Linked DNA regions of Mus musculus: all the other regions are linked to region 1. The links are chromatin contacts, called in public ChIA-PET and HiChIP or PLAC-seq maps. All regions are on one chromosome and are shown on one strand. The core of a region is the stretch at or near the end of the contact, and the rest is flanking DNA. Distances in the headings are between cores, read along the strand shown.

Region 1 (3,492 bases), core at 626-3,125:
GTGTGCTTCACATGTGGCAAAGCTAGCCACTTGAGAAAGAACTGCCCTTGCCCCTACTGCTGACAGCATGTTGTCCAAACTGTGGACAAGCAGGACACTGGGACATCAACTGCCCATCTTTGTAGAGATAAGGTAGCCTAGTCCTTCAAAATTCCTGCTTCACAGAAAAGTCTGTCAGATATTCTGGGCCTGTTGATGAAGATGGATGCTCCAAGGATACAGACAGACCTTGGGTGACTGTCCGGGCAGCCAGCAGACTCTGACATTTCTATAGTTTGAAAGCTACTTGCTCTGTACCTCCTGTTTACTCCGGTGATATTCATCCTTGCCAGGTCTCTGATAGAGTTGAAGACTAGATAGTAACATCTCACAGTTAAGCCTAAGTTGTTTAGGAGTTAAGAAAATGTTTTAGGGCCTAAAAAGATGTTTTAAAGGTGTTAAATGCAAGACAGTGATTTACGTGCAAAACTTTGGGCTCACCGGGAAAGGACTGATAGTGGAGTGCCTTCTCCAAGGTTACCAAATACATATGAACAGGAGATTGTAAATATAATTCTTACTTGACAGTTCTCATAATTTGTTTATATTAATAGTCTATTAATATTAGAGAAAATGTCATTTTTTAAGATTAAAATGGGGAAAGGCAGTGAGAATTTTGGTTTCTTTAAAAACTCAGTTATGTTGTGTGAGTATGTTTTTGTTTTACTCTCAGGTGTGGGATAAGAGGCTGCTTCGCAGCAGGTGATTGTCATTTGCGTCATGCACTGGCGGGGCATACACTAGCTTCAGCTAGTTTAACTCTGGGGACTCTGGAGAGGCTATAAATGGGAGACCTGAGAGGCCCTGTGGCAGCAGCTGCTGCCCCTGCTGCTGCATTTGCTGTGGTGTTTGCTGTTGCTGGATTGCGGTACTGCTGGATATTTTGACGATGAAGATTGGATTTGCCCCCAGGGAACCCAACACCCTTAATAAACAGGACGTAGTCTAAAGAGGTCTACCCTCCCTTTCCCCTCTAACTTTCTTTCTTTCCTACTTGGTGTTGTAAGGGATTAGGGTGGAATAAACTTTGGAAGGGAATCAGAGATAAAAGGACACAATAGTATTTAAAACAAAACAAAACAAAAAAACAAAAACAAAGCAAAAAAAAAAAAAAAAACCCAGCCAACAGTCCACTTTGATTTTTGAGACAGGGTTTCTCACTAGCTTGGAACATACCAAGAACACTAGAGAACTTGTCTGCCTCCTGAGCTCCTGCTACCAGTGTGGCTCCTCCCACTCCTCCAGCCTTCAGGGTTCTGGGTTATCTAACTCAGCCGCTTATCATTGCAGGGCAAATACTTTAACCACTGAGCCGCCCTCAGGGTCTGACCTAACCCCCACCCCACCCCACCCCACCCCAGTCCCGGCTAGTCCCACCCCCGTCCCGGCTAGTCCCACCCCAGTCCCGGCTAGTCCCACCCCCGTCCCGGCTAGTCCCACCCCCGTCCCGGCTAGTCCCACCCCCCGTCCCGGCTAGTCCCACCCCCGTCCCGGCTAGTCCCACCCCCGTCCCGGCTCGTCCCTTTCAGAAAGAGTGCTTAAGCCGATGTGTGGATGTATTTTTCTCTATTCCCCGCCCCCCAACCCCCAATGGATTAAGTTCTTATACTGAGATCTTTGATCCATTTGGGGTGATTTCTGTACAGTATGAGGGGACTGTTTTCAGTCTTCTCTGTGTGGATATCCAGTTTTTTCTGGTGTTATTTGTTTTGAAGTTGTCTTTTATCTGAGTGTTTTATGGCTTGTTTGTCATACTAACGGCTGCTACAGCAGCACCCCTGCGAACACTGCCTGCCTGTCTGTTTTGGCTCCCGTATCAAGCTGTTTTTGTTACTTTGTAGTAGAACATGACCATACTTCCAGAGTCAGCCTTTTCATCGGACATTCGTCTATGGTGTCTATTTGTCTTTGGTGCTTGTTATCATTCCTTCTAGTCTCCGCCCCACAGTTACCTGGCAACAGCTCAATATAAATGGGGCTGCTTGCCCCTTCCTAGCTCTCTTACTCTCTGCCCCTTCTCTCCCTGCCGCTCTCCCTCTCTCCCCACCCTCCTCCTCCCTCTCTCCACGTCTTCCTGGCCAGTTCCACCCCCCCTCCCGCCTTTCTCTATCTCCCCTCCCTCCTCAACTCCCCTTCCCATGCCCTAAATAAACTCTGTTCCATACTATATCTGTTTATATATCTGGTACCTCAGGGGGAAGGGATGTCTTAGCATGGGCCGCAAAGGCGCCCTCTTCCACCTCACCATACCCAGCTCTAGCAAACATATCCTGGCGCTCTCTCTCGCTCTCTCTCTCTCTCTCTCTCTCTCTCATAAAACACAACATTGCTTATGCATTTTAGAATCTTTTTTCTATTTCTCAGAAGATTGGCACTGGCATTTTGATGAGAATTCCATTGAATGGTTGAAATTTGTTTGTTTCTAGCACTTCGAACTAAAAGAGTCTGACCAAAAATAACAATAACACCTATACTAACATTGCTCTTGAGAAGTCGATTACAAACAGTAAAGAGAGCCATGTACACTCAAGTTCAGGCCCAGAAGAGAGAAAGCAGGCAGAAGCGTCTTTGAAATGTGTCAGGAATGATTGATGTTTCCAGGGGCGTAGGAAAGGATCTTGGGAGCTGAGTGGTGACTACTGGACCAGTGTGGAAATGTTGCCAGGATGACCTGCTGTCCTAGGCTGTGAACCAAGCAAATTCCCAGGTAAGTCTTAATGATAGTTGGAAGTCCAGAGAGCTGGAGGCTTTTCTGCTGTGATCGGAGATGGTCTTCAAAACAGAAAGCAAGAGGTTGAGCTAGGACATCAAGAGTCTGCCTACTATAAGAGGCTGGGCCAGGACATCCAAGAGTCTGCCTACTGTAAGAGGCTGAGCCAGGACATTCAAGAGGCTGCCTACTGTAAGAGGTTGAGCCAGGACATTCAAGAGGCTGCCTAAGTCCCTGGGGGGTGGAGGATGGAGGTGCCCCTGCAAATGGCTGACAGCTAAATGATCCAACAGTGTCAAGAAGAAAATCTAGTTCAGCACAGCCTAGAATGGCCTGGGCTGGTTCAAAGCCCCAGAGTCTGACCCTGAGCGGTTTATTTTTGACATACTTCGAGAAAAGTTTCCTCCTGACAGTTATCACAGCAAAGCCTGAGACACACAACTACATCAAAACTCCTTTGCAAAGGGCATGTCTTTTGCAAAGCACGAGTGACCTCTTCTATACGAACTTGTTCTAGGGCTGGAGAGATGGCTCAGCAGTTAAGAGCACTGACTGTTCTTCCAGAGGTCCTGAGTTCAATTCCCAGCAATCACATGGTGCCTCACAACCATCTGTAATCCTCTTCTGGTGTGTTTGAGGACAGCTACAGTGTGCATAAAATAAATCTTAAAAAAGAAAAAAAGAAAGAAAGAGAGAGAGAGAAAGAAAGAGTTGGTTCTATTGCTAGAGAGACAACACTCGGG
Region 2 (3,492 bases), core at 463-2,962, 590 kb after region 1:
AGGGGAGGCTTTGGCTAGGGAATAGCTGACTGACTTAAAAAAAAAAAAAGATTGGCTTGTATGAATGCTTTGCCTGTAGTAGGTATGTACACCGTGTGTGTGGCTAGTGCCCATGAAAGTCAGAAGAGGACCTTGAGTCCCTTGGAACTAAAGTTAGTTATGAGCCACCATATGGGTGTTGGGAGCCAGGCATGGGTCTTCTGTAAGAGCAACAAATGTTTTTAACCATTGAGGTACCTCTCCAGCTCCTCCCCACTTAAAAAAAGAGATTTATTTATTTATTATTATATCTAAGTACACTGTAGCTGTCTTCAGACACACCAGAAGAGGGCATCAGATCCCATTACGAATGGTTGTGAGCCACCATGTGGTTGCTGGGACTTGAACTCAGGACCTTCGGAAGAGCACTCAGTGCTCTTAACCACTGAGCCATCTCTCCAGCCCAGCCTCTCCCTTTTTTAAATTAAAAGATTTCTATTATATTTATCATTGTTGTTATTGTTAGTGTGTGTGTGTATGTAGCTCAGGAGATACATTTTGGGAGTTGTTTTTTCCTCCCACCATGGGCTTTAGGACTTGAGGCTCCATCTTGCTGGCCTAGATTGCTCAGCATTTTGAAATACAGTTGCCAGATGTCGGGGGTTGGGTGGGAGGTGGGGGTGGAAGGGTGGGTGGGGTAGAGGGATGGGGGATGGGGGTAAGAAACCCATGAGAACCAAGGCCACAGGATTGGGGGATATCAAGGGTGTGTGTGTGTGTGTGTGTGTGTATGTGTGTATCCATGCACACATGCATGGGAGAATATGTAGACCTCTGTGTGTGTGAATGGGAAACTGGGAAGGCCCAGGGCTGAGGTGCTGGCTGATCGCTTATAAAGTTCTCTTTGTTCACACAGAGTTTGGATCTGCTTATCTGAGAGGTGTTGGAGGGTCTAGGGCCAGGACCCAAAGGACCTATGGGGAAGACCTGTCAGGGTTGTGTGTGAGGGTGGGGGAAGGAGGAGCCTCACTAGTGAGTTTGAAGTGGATGAGGGTCAGGGATCAGTACTGGCCGCCTCCTGGGCAAAAGGTTTCCCTGAGCCATAGTAGGGTAGTGGAGACATCGTGGCTAGTGTGGTGGGTGAGTAGGGGGCAGTGAGGGTGGAGACTAAGAACCTTGGCAGGTAAGAGGGTAGAGGTCAAGGAATGCCTTTGTAAGCTCCTGTATTCATCCTTCCCACCTCCCGACCAGCAGGAACTGTCTAATGAGTGATTGATGAGGGTGGTGGGACCAGGGGAGGCTCTCTGGGACTGGGGTACAGGTAGCATCCTCCTTCTTGTGCTGAGACTCTCAGGTCCATAGCAGCCTGCAAGGGGAGGTTCCATTTCAGCTTTGGGAAGCTCCTTCCTTGTCCCGGGCGCGGTGCCCTGGAATGCTGTGCTCAGATGTGGCGGCACCGCCCGCGTCGCGTCCAGTCCCGTCCTGTCCCGTCCCATCTTGCCCAGTCTGGGCCGCCCTGAGCAGCCTCCCTGCCCAGGCACGCGGACCACCGCAGGTGGATACCAGGTGTCTACAGGAACAGAGGTTGCAAGCTCCGCCCCGGGACCTGCCCTCTGCCATGCCCCCACAGGGGTACCTGAGGCTTAGCACCCCGACTCTGTCAGGGTCTCTGGCTCACTGTTTTAGTTGGTGGCTTCTCTATGGGAAGGAATCCTGGAGGCATGAGTCATGCCCTTACTGCTTTTGAAGCCTCCCATATTTCCGGCCTCAGTTTCTTCCTGTTAAGAGGGTCACGATCCTGGCTGCGGTTGTGCTAATCAGGAGAAAAAAGGCTTGTCTGTGCTTCCGTCCATGCTCAGCTCCTTACAAAGGGTCCTTTCGTAGTGTCTTAATCCTCCTTCCTTCCGTGGGCTGTGGTTTTCAGGCTGGGGGTAGAGAACTGGACTGTATTGAAACAGAAACCTTGGTCTGTGCTGGTAAGCTGGTCTGGCCTTTCCTATCTGGAGGCTCTAAAAGGAAGCTGGGAGCAGGCTAGAGGGGCCTGAGGAATGCTTACCCAGGCCCCTGCTTTTCTCTGCTCTTGGCCTGCAGGGCTGAGCCAGAGTGGCTATGGGCAGGCACCCACCAGGCCTTTGGAGGTAGAGACTCAAACTAAAGAGCAATCTTAGGTAGCATAGTGTGGTGGCCAGAGGGGAGCACAAATGTTATCTTCATTTGACAGCTGGGTAAACTGAGGCTGGAGTTCCTCCAGGTAGGGGCCTGAACTAGATCCTGTGCCAGTACTGTTCCCTATTTCTGTCTCCCATGGTAGGCAGGTGTAATGTCATTACCCAGATCCATGGCTGGCTGCGATAATGCTTCCCCCTGATCCACCAACCTGCTGGGAAGTTCCAGAAGGGACTCTGTTATTTCTCAGGTTGGCCCTGGAGAGCTGCTCCTTCCAGGAGAGGGAGTTCCATGAATTTAGGGTACATGGCCCCTCTCCCCATTTTTCTCCCATTTCACCAGCTGGGCAGTGTACTTAACAAAGCTCAGAGGGAGAGGTCTACCTTTGTCTGCTAATGGGGTTTGGTCAGCCTGCTTCTACTGCTTCTAAGCTGTGTGGCTTAGGCCCTTTCTCTGCCTGGCCTTCAGATTCTCTCTTAAGATGAGCAGGCAGGGTACACTCATGGTTCTGGGATGTCACCCCTCGAAGGAGGGCTGTGCCCTAGAGTTAAGGTGAGGTTGCCCAGTTAAGGTGAGGTGGCCTTGCTCATTTATAGAGGGAGATGGACCAATGAGGGTAGTACTGGCTATCTTGTGGTCCGTTTACTTCAGAGGACAGATGAAGAGGTGCTGGGCATGCCATCATGCCTGTCAGAGCATTAGGGGAGGGTCTCCGACAAGTCATTTGGGACCTGGTGTGTTGGGAGTGTTGTGACTGATATAAAGCCTCCAGGGGGTGGCCTTGAAGCCCCATAGACCTTGTGACTGGCTTGATGGCTCTGTGGCTCTGTGTCAGCACATGAACCATGGTCCTTTTCCTCTTGACACAGGACAAAGAACTCCTTTCCTCTGCCATAGGCCATAGGGTATTGGGAGGATATGTGCTTGGACCCCAGAGCTTTGCTTCAACAGAGCTATGGTCTTAGCATATGCAGCTTGTGCAAACAGGGAGGGGGTGAGCAGGCCGTAGAGTCCTCAGGAGAACCCTATGCTCCCCAAGTCTCACACCAAGGCCACAATGTATCCTAGGCTCCCCAAGTCTCACGCCAAGGCCACAATGTATCAAAGTAAAGCCTTTTGTGGCCTAGGGATTAAATGATCCCTAAGCTGTCTAGTTTGCACTCCTTGTCTGTGACCAAGAGGAAGTGGAGGCAGCAGGAATGCTAGAATCCAGCCAGGTCCTGTCCCAACAGGCACCAGAGGGTTGGGCTTCATGGGCTCTAAGCACAGCGGTAGCTAAGCAGCCTCAATAAACAGTGGAAACACACAAGTGCCCCCAGTGTGTGCGTGCTCCTGGTCACGTGTATA
Region 3 (3,492 bases), core at 473-2,972, 570 kb before region 1:
GAACTAGTGGAGATCCCTACCTCAGCCTCCCAAACGCTGGGATTAAAAATGATGCACTGTCTTTCAGACTGATTGTAGAAGACTGTCACAGGAATGAGCTAATGTTTTCTGCGTCTCTTGCCTAAGTTTCTGTGACTCCTACAGACTAAGGCTTCATATGTATCCTATATTTTTAAACATTTCACTTATTCTTACTACTTTTCTTGATTTATGTTAACATGCTCTGAGAAGTTAAGAGGAGGGAGGGGGGAAGGTTACTTCGTAGCCAAGGGAAACTGAGTGGCGAATGTAGAGAGTGTTTTCTTTTTCTTTTTTTTTTTTTCCATTTTTTATTAGGTATTTAGCTCATTTACATTTCCAATGCTATACCAAAAGTCCCCCATACCCACCCACCCCCACTCCCCCTTTTTGGCCCTGGCGTTCCCCTGTACTGGGGCATATAAAGTTTGCGTGTCCAATGGGCCTCTCTTTCCAGTGATGGCCGACTAGGCCATCTTTTGATACATATGCAGCTAGAGTCAAGAGCTCCGGGGTACTGGTTAGTTCATAATGTTGTTCCACCTATAGGGTTGCAGATCCCTTTAGCTCCTTGGCTACTTTCTCTAGCTCCTCCATTGGGAGCCCTGTGATCCATCCATTAGCTGAGAGTGTTTTCTTTTCTTTTCTTTTTTTTTTTTTTTTTTTTTTGGTTTTTCGAGACAGAGTTTCTCTGTGTAGCCCTGGCTGTCCTGGAACTCACTTTGTAAACCAGGCTGGACTCGAACTCAGAAATCCGCCTGCCTCTGCCTCCTGAGTGCTGGGATTAAAGGTGTGTGCCACCACGCCGGGCATGAGAGTGTTTTCTTAAGGATTCTCAGCAGTGCCCACCCTGGGTCATTGTAAATTCTTAGAAAACAGTTCGTTACCTGGCAAGTGTTATTCATGGTAGTGGTCTAGAGAGACAAGGACCCAAAAGCCTGTTCTCAAGGCACATACTGAGCCTGAGCAGGACACAAAGGCAGCAGAGAGCCAGGCTCTGATGGCCAGTGGGTAGGGCAGTGGCGAGCCATGGGGTAGTCACTATCCTGTCAACTCATACCCTCCATCTGTCGATGGCTCCTTCCTGCCCATCTCCTCCTCCTCCTTCTCCTCTTCCTCCTCCTAGCGCTCAGCTCATGTAAGAGCATGTGACACTGAGCCCTTAACACTGCAGTGCAGCTTCAGCTGTCTCAAGAGCCCAAATCTTGAGCGAGCTTGCTGCACTGCTATTGAGGTCCAGGACCCAGCTCCAACCGTCAGTCTGAAACAGATAGACTGTTGTCCGCTCTCTATGAATGATCCCCTGAACCCCATGTAAAGGGTCTGGTTGTGTCTGGCCTGAACCAGTCCCATGGTCAGATCTAGCTGCAAGGAAGATGAAGATGGAAATACCATGTCAGCTAAACAGCCTCACTGTGAAAGATTTGGAGAAGCAGGCATCCCTTCTCTCTCTCTTTTTTAAGGATTTGTTTCTATTATGTTAAATGTATATGCAAGTCTACATGCATAGCAGTGTTGGAGTTAAAGGAGCTGTGAGCCACCAGACTTTGTGCTGGCAGCCACACTCATGTCCTCTGCAGGACCAGGACATTCCCTTAGCCGCCTCTCTCTCCATTTACCACCAGCAGACTGTTAGAAGTGTGTCCCCTCTGGCTCTGGCGTTGTGGAGTTGGCTGGCTTCCTCTGGCACTGTGGGTAGACCAGCAGCTTCCTGTGCATTGACATTCTGTTTTTCTGGCTTAGCCCAGTCATTGTGTGGCACTACACTGTGCTCAGCAAGAGTGACATGCTTGTGGAGGTAACTGCCAACTCGAGAGGACATGCGAAGGGCCAATGGACCCAGGGGCCTGCTGCTCTGTTGTCCAAAAATCTGCAGGGTTCTTAGACCTTCTTGGGTATGTGTTTCTGATCTTGCCAATGGAGACAGTGTTACCCTTGCGAGCTCAAAGCAACTATTCACACACTAAAACCGTTGGCTCTCTCTAGCTCCAGGAGCAATAAAGTAACATTTCTCTCCCTGGTATTCACCCTGTGCCAACTACAGAAGAGCTAATGCACACCTGTGGCTGGAAAAGGGAACTCTGTGTGTGAGCACAGTTTCTCCCCTGTGAGAGTGAGATTTCCCCTAAGAATAAATAGGAACGGATTAATCTCTTATAGACGGTAAGACCTCAGTGGGTGCTAGCCAGATGCTCAGCAGGTAGAGGCGTCCCTGGGACCCATTGGGTGGAAGGAGAGGACAGTTCCTGCAAGTTGTCCTCTGAGTCACAGCGGGCAGTGGCCTGCCTGTGCCCACACACATGCACACAGATCGAGCCTTTTAAAGACTTGGTGGCTTTAAGATGTGCTTTTTTACTAATTCTAAAGAAAAATAATAATAAATCCCATAAACTATGACATTATTTTCTTTCGTATAAACACGTTTTTTGTGGTGTTGGGAGTTGAACTGTGTACATGTTTCACAGGTACGTTTCTTAGTGTTTGGTTTGGTTTTGTTTAGTGACATTTTCATGAAAACAGGAAATGTAAGGTGTCTGTTTTACCCTTTAAACTATGGAAATGAAGGTGAATCATTGCTAACTTTCAGGGTAGCTTGGTGTTCGTGGTTGGAAAAATGGATGGATTACTCATGGTCAGCGGCCGAAGACATAACGCCGATGACATTGTTGCTACTGGATTGGCTGTGGAGTCCATAAAGACCGTCTATCGAGGAAGGTGAGTGCTCTGAGATCCGTGTCACCACTCTGGGGTGATCTGAGCTGCGCTCTGTGGTTCTTCCAGGTGCTTGGGCTGGTCTAGCTTAGAGTGACAAAGCCCAGCTTTAAATACCCGTCCTGCAGCTGAGGCATGAAATGTGAGCAGTCTCAGAGTCTGTCAATGATTGTTGATTCTGAAGACTGAGGAGAATTCCAAGATAAAAAACATGACCTTCTTCAGAGATTGTGCTGTCCAGGCCAATATAGGTGGCTGCCACTCTGCGAGAGCAGACCTAAGAATCTTTCTCTCATTTCTAACTGAAGTGTTGTGTTTTCTATGTGGAGACTGACATGGCAGCTAAGTGCTGGAATTGTAGGTTCTGTAAACAAGGGCAGGCCTTCTCCTGTGCTTACTAATGCAAGGAAAGCGAGCCCAGCAGTTGTAGACGGTGTCTGTTAGGATGATTTCCACTTTGTTTTTACACAAGAGCACCTTCATACACATGTATGCTGTGCTTGGAGCCTATGCCACCTTCTCCCTCCTGTCCTGACCGTAGTTATGTACGAAGGGAACATCTAAAGACGTCACAGAAAACACCAGCTCCTGCATCGTGTGGTTTTCTGTCATGATGTGGCTTCCCAGGCATGGAGCTTCGTGGGCAGAGACCCACAGTCTGTGCTTGTAGCCACATCCGCAGTGCACAGCATGGTACCTAGCACAGTTAGCATCCCAGGGGGCAGGCAAGCCGGCATCATTGGCTCTCAGTTGTTTCAGTCC

What was found. ChIA-PET counts read pairs in DNA pulled down with a chosen protein or histone mark. HiChIP or PLAC-seq counts read pairs in DNA pulled down with a chosen protein or histone mark.
Region 2: a FOXA1 HiChIP or PLAC-seq map of pancreatic cancer cells shows a contact between it and region 1. The contact joins two enhancer-like sites. A contact is called at or near these places in 1 of 39 promoter capture datasets (liver), 1 of 484 Hi-C or Micro-C datasets (pro-B cells) and 1 of 115 datasets of contacts at active chromatin or transcription factors (pancreatic cancer cells).
Region 3: a contact with region 1 is called in an RNA polymerase II ChIA-PET map of memory CD8 T cells, with 20 read pairs. The contact joins two enhancer-like sites.

Annotation. Positions count from the first base shown.
Region 1 is chr15:100,745,841-100,749,332 of GRCm38.p6, forward strand. No RefSeq gene overlaps it. Among named protein-coding and RNA genes, the nearest start is that of Slc4a8, 14 kb to the right of the region's middle. Within about 2 kb of position 1,876, at least 111 of the 459 cell types and tissues checked have an H3K27ac peak or open chromatin away from gene starts, as enhancers often do. A contact at or near this core is called in memory CD8 T cells and pancreatic cancer cells, where this site is marked.
Region 2 is chr15:101,335,184-101,338,675 of GRCm38.p6, forward strand. No RefSeq gene overlaps it. Among named protein-coding and RNA genes, the nearest start is that of Gm52200, 18 kb to the left of the region's middle. Within about 2 kb of position 1,713, at least 94 of the 459 cell types and tissues checked have an H3K27ac peak or open chromatin away from gene starts, as enhancers often do. A contact at or near this core is called in pancreatic cancer cells, where this site is marked.
Region 3 is chr15:100,178,704-100,182,195 of GRCm38.p6, forward strand. Dip2b (disco interacting protein 2 homolog B) reads left to right here. Exons shown (of 38, transcript NM_001159361.2): 21 at 2,606-2,733. Among named protein-coding and RNA genes, the nearest start is that of Atf1, 47 kb to the right of the region's middle. Within about 2 kb of position 1,723, at least 68 of the 459 cell types and tissues checked have an H3K27ac peak or open chromatin away from gene starts, as enhancers often do. A contact at or near this core is called in memory CD8 T cells, where this site is marked.